2 separate regions of the Sus scrofa genome follow, and region 2 is linked to region 1. Evidence: chromatin contacts called from public Hi-C data. All regions are on one chromosome and are shown on one strand. The core of a region is the stretch at or near the end of the contact, and the rest is flanking DNA. Distances in the headings are between cores, read along the strand shown.

Evidence for each region. Hi-C and Micro-C count contacts between places; a contact is called where the count stands out from the background.
Region 2: a contact with region 1 is called in a Hi-C map of embryonic fibroblasts, with 2.9 times the contacts expected there. The contact joins the enhancer-like site here to the promoter of ZNF503 in region 1. A contact is called at or near these places in 4 of 47 Hi-C or Micro-C datasets (embryonic fibroblasts, mesenteric adipose tissue, omental adipose tissue and 1 more) and 1 of 2 datasets of contacts at active chromatin or transcription factors (skeletal muscle).

The regions. Positions count from the first base shown.
Region 1 is chr14:77,927,258-77,930,519 of Sscrofa11.1, forward strand. It overlaps ZNF503 (zinc finger protein 503), which reads right to left and starts at 1,497. Exons shown (of 2, transcript XM_021073148.1): 1 at 422-1,497. The coding sequence starts at 724. It overlaps LOC106506044 (a long non-coding RNA gene), which reads left to right and starts at 2,163. Exons shown (of 3, transcript XR_001301017.2): 1 at 2,163-2,935.
Region 2 is chr14:78,754,599-78,757,798 of Sscrofa11.1, forward strand. All of the region lies in intron 5 of LRMDA (a long non-coding RNA gene), which reads left to right. Among named protein-coding and RNA genes, the nearest start is that of LRMDA, 800 kb to the left of the region's middle. Within about 2 kb of position 1,428, at least 28 of the 83 cell types and tissues checked have an H3K27ac peak or open chromatin away from gene starts, as enhancers often do. A contact at or near this core is called in embryonic fibroblasts and skeletal muscle, where this site is marked.

The DNA.
Region 1 (3,262 bases), core at 247-2,746:
CTAGAACTGTAGCCCTCTCCCCCACCCCATCCCTAATTCTTCCGAGTAAGGGCTAGGGCAGTTGGCGCCTTAGAGGCTGTGCACAAATAACCAGCTTCTGGGGAACCGGAGGACTGCGACTTTGGAACCAACCATATTTTGGACTCCAGTAGGTCTTCTGGGCTGAAAGTAAGGGGGCCTGAGTCGTGGAAGGCGTTTTAATACCAAAGGGAGAAACAAGTTTTGGCTGCCTTGTCTCTCAGCATTCACACCCCGTTCTACCTCCTCCCCCCTTTCCACCCTAGTTTTAAGGTGCGGGAGCACTATCCTCTCCCCCCATCCCGAAGCTGAATCACTCCGATACCCCCACCTTCCAACCCCCAGATCCCGAGAGCAGCAGCCGGGTGGTGGTCCCAGCGCGATCCGGGGATAGGGTCTTTACCTCTATGGGGCTGACAGGAGTGGAAGGCAAGGGCTGCAGGTATTCGGGGTGCAAAATGTGGCCAGTCCGTGCGGTCAGCATCTTCAGCACCTTGATAGGCAGGCGGTTAGCCTGGCGGAGAGGGTCAGAGGGGGGCACGGCGTGCACAAAAGGCTTGGTGCTGCCGGCCGGGGACGAGCCTGGGCCGGGGCCGGAGCTATTTCCAGAGAGCGCGCTGGTCCAGGCAGGGTCCGCACTGCTGCCGCCGCCGCCGCCGCTGTGCTTACTGCTTCTTAGGGCAGAAAGCGAGGGCGCTGTGCTCATGACCCACCCGCGCGCATGGGAGCAGCGGGGGGAGGGCTCCGCGAGGCGCGGGGCGGGCTCGGGGCTGCGCGCTCGCCCGGGGAGCAGGAGCAGCAGGAGGAGCTGGCGAGGCGGCCACCGGCGCCCAGCGCGCCTTCTCGGCGCCTGGAGCCAGAAGCGAATAATCCTGGGTGGCCCGCAGCGGAGCCGTGGCCGAGCGGGAGGAGCCGGCCCGACTGCGGGAGTGCCGGGTGGCTCGCCGTATCCGCCTCGGGCTGTGCCCCTGCGCTGCGCACTCGCGGCCCGGCGCTGGCGCTGCGCTCTGCGATGTGAGCCGCTGCCTGTCCAGCCGGGGCTCTGGCGAGGAAACTCACTTCAAAAGCAGCTGCACCGAGGGGGAGATTAAAGCCTTTGCCGCCTTCCAATCAAATGGGAGCCCGAGGTGATTGGAGGGTCAAGGGGATGTGACGCGTCCCGCGCCGCTGCTGCCGCCGCCGCCAGGACTCTCAGCACTGGTTTTAATGGGCAGCTCCCACTTCGCCTCTCCCCCTGCGTGTCCCCTCCCTTGATTTCGCTCGGAGGACGAGCTGGACATTTATTCTACGTTTGCTATCTGCCGCCTCCCTCTTTTTTCTTCCTCGTCGTCCTTCCTTTCCCCAGCTCGAGAATAAACTGAAACCTTTTGCAGGAGGGTGCGTATGAGGAATAGATTGAGGGTGTTCGTAAGGAGCTCCGGCAGGAATCTGGACCACAGCCGGACTGTCAACTCCAGGGACGCACAGGGGGCGCACACAGTAAATATTCTCTCCTCCTCCTCAGTAACTGAAATCAATTGCGGTGCGGCCGCCTGGGTAAGGAAAGGTGGGGAGCAGGCGTTGGAGTTGGTCCGGCTGCCCGCCCGCTTTGATTTCTTGAGATTCGGCGGCGGAGAAACCAGAAGTCAGGTGGGAAGAGGAGGCGGTGGAGGCACGTCTCCGCTGGGTGTGCTAGGCTCCCCGCCCTTCCCGGCCACGTGACGCCCGGGGATGCGCAGATTGGGGCAGGAGCGGGGGTCACATGTTTCCTCTGTTTCACACTCAGCGCCCCCCCCCATTCTTACTCTCCCCTGCCACCCTCTCTTCTTCTCCCCCCTCCCCACCAGTTCTTTGGGCATCTCCACCCCTCCATCAATTGTCAATGTTCCTCGACCGCAATCAATCAGTTATTTGTCAGCTCTTGTCAATCCGCCGGTGATTTATGTCAGCTTTTGTTGCTGATTACAAGGCGGGTGCGACTTGAAGGGAAAAAGAGGGAGAGAGAGACGGAGAGGAAGAGACCGAGGGGGAATTGGAAGAGGGGGAAAGAGGAGCAGCCTCCTGGGATGAGAGCTGGGGGCTCTAAGAAAAAGAATGGAAGAGGAGAAAGACGCTCAGTGTCGGGAAAATGAATAGTGAGAGTAAAGTGCGCAGGTGCGCCCAGGGCGCCGGGAGGGGTGCTCTGGCCTGGGGTGTGCGCCTCGTTCCTTTCGATATCGGAGATAGGTACACCCTTCCACCTCTGGGTTTCCTGTCCATTGGGGCCGCGGAGTTAGGAGCCGCTCCGGGTATCGAGACGGGCGGTGGCGACGTCTAACACGGGAGATTTCCACCCCTACCCCCAGCCCCCAGTCAAGATAGTCCCTCCTGGACGTGTAGCGTTCAGTCTTTAGGCTGCCCTGCCGCGGACCCCACCCCGCGTAGTGCCGGGACCCTAAACTCGGAGACTTCTAAGAGCCACACCACCAATATAACCTTGAGTCCTGGAGGTCAATGATGGGGTACCCCTAGCCTCAATTCTTTGACGTCTCCACAATCGTGGCTAGGGCTAGGAGGCTACAAAGAAGAGGCCTGACCGTGTGTGTTTGGGAGAGATACATTTCAGGCTCACTCATGCCCCCTCCTCAACCCTTCCTTCACCTTGCGCCATCCCCGCAGGCTAGATAGCCGGTGTTACTCCCCTCTGCCCGCTAGAATTTATTGGAACGCCGAGCCGGGACTGACCTGCTCAGAGAAAGCAGAAAGAAGGAACGAGAGAGGGAGGGAGTGGCTGCCTGTGGGAACACTGGCTCTTCCAGGGAAGCGGAGCGGGACTGCCGCGTTCCCCTCGATTTGCACCGTCACTCGGGCTGTTTGGAAGGAAGAGGGGAGGCGCTGTGCGCGACTCTGAGTACCTGGATCTGGGTGCAGAAGTGTGCATGAATGCCTGTGCCGCTGTGTGAGTTGTCAGGGCTTTGGTAGCGTTGGGAGCGAGTTCGGGGGTCACCTCCAAAAACTCGCAGAAACTGGAAGGGGTCGAGAGCGAGGACACATCCCCTTCCTCGGAAGGACTTGGAAGACTTTGAATCTACCCTCCCCCACTTTTCCGCCCCGGCTCTTCTTTTGTTGTCAAGTCCTTTTGATAAATGGTGGGGCAGGGAGCGCAGGGGAGCCGGGAGCCAGTTTGTATCCGCGCTGGGGGGTGCGGGGGCTGGGCCTGGAGAGCCGGTTTCCACCGGCGCTCACCCGCCGCTGAGCCCCTTGGGCGTGGAAGTCGGGTGTGGGA
Region 2 (3,200 bases), core at 178-2,677, 830 kb after region 1:
TTAGGGCATTGATGCTATATGGACCCTCTCTTAATGCTAGAACCCAGAGAAAGCAGATTCTTACATAGTTCCTAAGCAGTAGATCACTGGAAGGAAAACCTTCAACTTCTGAAAGTTTTAAGGACATGGAAATACTTCATTTTAGACATTCGCTTGGGTTTGTGCATTTAAAAATTTTTGAAAGGTCACAATGTTGCATTTCTAGGCGAGCTCAACTAAAATGTTTGGAGAATGGATTCTGATTAATTTACTTTTCTAGGTACCTTAAGGGGCACCAGAGATTCTTCTCGATTCAAGCCAGTGAAATCTGATTTCTGTAACTTGGGTGCTCGTGGCTGTGTCTTGGTTCTCAGATGGAGCCTGGGAGATGATGGGGTGAAGAGCCACTAGCCACTGATCCCCAAATAATCCCTGACATTTCATGAAGCATGCCCAAAAGATGAATGCTGAAAAAACGCATTACCTTGGCTCTTTTTAAAATTGCATTCGTATTAATTGAGGCTTGACTCATTGGAGGTGGTTGTGAAGATGAAGGGGATGGAATGAGGCAGAATGTGGCCCATTGTTAGTAAATGATGATCAATTATAGATGTTGTTATGGGTTTGCATTTTTGTTTTTGCGCAATGATTTTTCTAAAATATATTGGTACCTATCTAGGCTGACCTTGAAGTAAAATACTACAACTTCATAAAACCAAAACATGAACGGAAAAGACATCTCCATTTCTCACTATGAGTAGGTTTCAAATCTCTTATTGGGAAGATTTAAATGTAAGTTGGAAGAAGTAGGACAGAGGTCACATCTTCCCCTGTTGGACATTCTTTCTGATGAATAAGTATTAAAACTGCTTTGAATTTGGTTTCCCCCTCAGATAAGGATTTATTTTTTTCCATAAGGTCTTTTCTTTGCACCTGAAGGAGCATTGAGGGTGAAAAATAGAGGCCTGTTTCCTGTTCCTAACTGGAGGCCTCGAAGGTTGTCAAACCAGAGCAACAACTCTGTGGGATTTATGCCTGGGACCTGTCAAAGTAAAATTATCATAGCAAACCCTCTCTGCTATCAATCAAAGGGGTATTGGGGATGGCAAGGGCAGGCATTTTTCAAATTTCTTTACTGTGCATATTTAGTCTTGTGCCTGGGGGAGGAAGAGTGCCTTTGAACAGTTCTTGTAGATTTCTTTTCCATCAGATGGCAGCTCGCAGAACTACTTAATCTTCCCCACAGGGCTTCTCTCATTGGCCAGCTGAGAATGCAGCTGGGGAAGACAGTGGGAGTGGGGGTGCACAGGGAGAGATGACAGAGACAATCCAATGGCACAATCTGGACAAGAAGGACACGCTGTGTGACTCCGGTGGCCCCCATGTCCTGCCTTAGAAAGTGTGCTGTCTCTTGCAGGGTGTAGGTCTTCCCTTCCTAAGGGATCACGTGGGCATGTAGCAACCAAACCCAGAGCCATGCTGCCATCCAGGCCCCAGCGATGTGAGTGCTCTGTCTTTTGCAGGCGTTTCCCACATTTGTCAAGGCAGAGGTTGCAGGGGGACGGACCAGGAACAGGGGGCACCCATTCATCCCTGTCTGTCAGAGCTCTGCTTTGTCATGATAACATGCACGGAGCCGATTTATCTCTCTGGCTACTGGAGGTTAAGGCAAGGGTAACCCAAAGAAGAGAAGAAATCCTGTTTGAAAAGTTTACAAATCCTGCCGGGAGGGCTGTAAACAGAGTTCAGCTGGTGGTGGAATGTGTAAAATACTGCCACACTGATAGGGACCCGATTCCCCGGCACTAGAAATCCACTCGTGTAAACAGAGGAACGGTTGCTGAGAATCGGGTCTGTTTTGGCTTAAAGGCTGAGGAACACATTGCCTTCAAAGTGAATTCTTAGGTGTCACTTCCCATAAGTTATGGCCGAAGATTACAAAGCTACTGATATAACATATTAGTTTGATGGACAGAATTATACCCCCAACGCTTCCTGCTCTCCCCGGTGACGCACACTAACTTAGTGTACTGTGACAGCTGCCTTGATTTACCACCGGCCCGGGAGGCCAGCCGGGAGAGGGAATGTTCACATGCATGCAGGGCCTGAGACTGGCCCGGAGCCGAGTTTATAAAGCTGCCCTGTAATTCACCACAAATGTGTCACCATTAAAAGAGGAAAAAAGGATTGCAGATAATAAATACTCTCTAATTTATTAGCTAACAACAAAGAGATCAGAGCCAGTGGTGATGTGATTGTTTGACATAATATTGTCAAGGAGAAAAAAAAAAAAAAAAAAAAAAAGGCAAAGTTGACCAGAGAGGTAAATTACACATTCAAGCAGATGTATCAACTCTTGGCTTGTCACAGGCCTGGCTCAACAAAACACCAAACAGAGGAGGGAACTGGCAGAGAGCAGAGTCATTTATCTCTGAAAGAGACATATTCAAGAGCAAGTGAAATAAGACATAGTTCTTTTGGACTTGGTCAGAGGCCAGGTTTTAACTGTTATAAATTAACTGTTTTGTGTATTGGATCTGGCAATGGTCGGGAGTTGTTGAATTTTTCTGCCTGTCTTAAACTCATGGTTTGGTCAGCTGACGTTTTTGTCTTTGCAACAAGGTACCACAGCATTCTGGTAATTAGAGTAGCTATCAGAAAGGGGGCTTTTGTATGGGGTCTTTTAGAAAATCAGTGGCTTTGGAAGATGTTTTCATTGCCATCATTTTTTGATTCCCTCCTCTGCAGTTATTTAGCAATAATCCTGCAGGACACCAGGCCAGGATTTGCAGTCATGTTAGAGTCATGGCATCTCAGTTCTGGAGGAAGTGTTTGGTCTTACATCCCACCCAGGATACGTAGATCCCTGTGCAGCCAGGGCTGGAGCACTGCCAGGGACCCAGAGCATCTGCTGCGCGTGATTACAAATGGGCTCAGAATCACCCAGTGCCCGCTGGGCTTTTATTCTTACAGAAGCTACTGCCCGGAAAAACTCCCCTGTCCCTGACTTGGAGCTTTTCAGACACTTTTCCTCTGTTTCTTATTAGTGTTTGGTGTCAGTCTATTGTCAGAACATAGATTTCTGGGTTTTCTTTAATAGTTTAGAGAATAGGATGGAATCCAATGGATAGGCTCAAGGAGCCTCCCTTTTCACTGGTATTGATTCAGGGATCCATGGTTATTTTTTGATATCTGTGATTCATCTGTTGTGAGTTGACTCA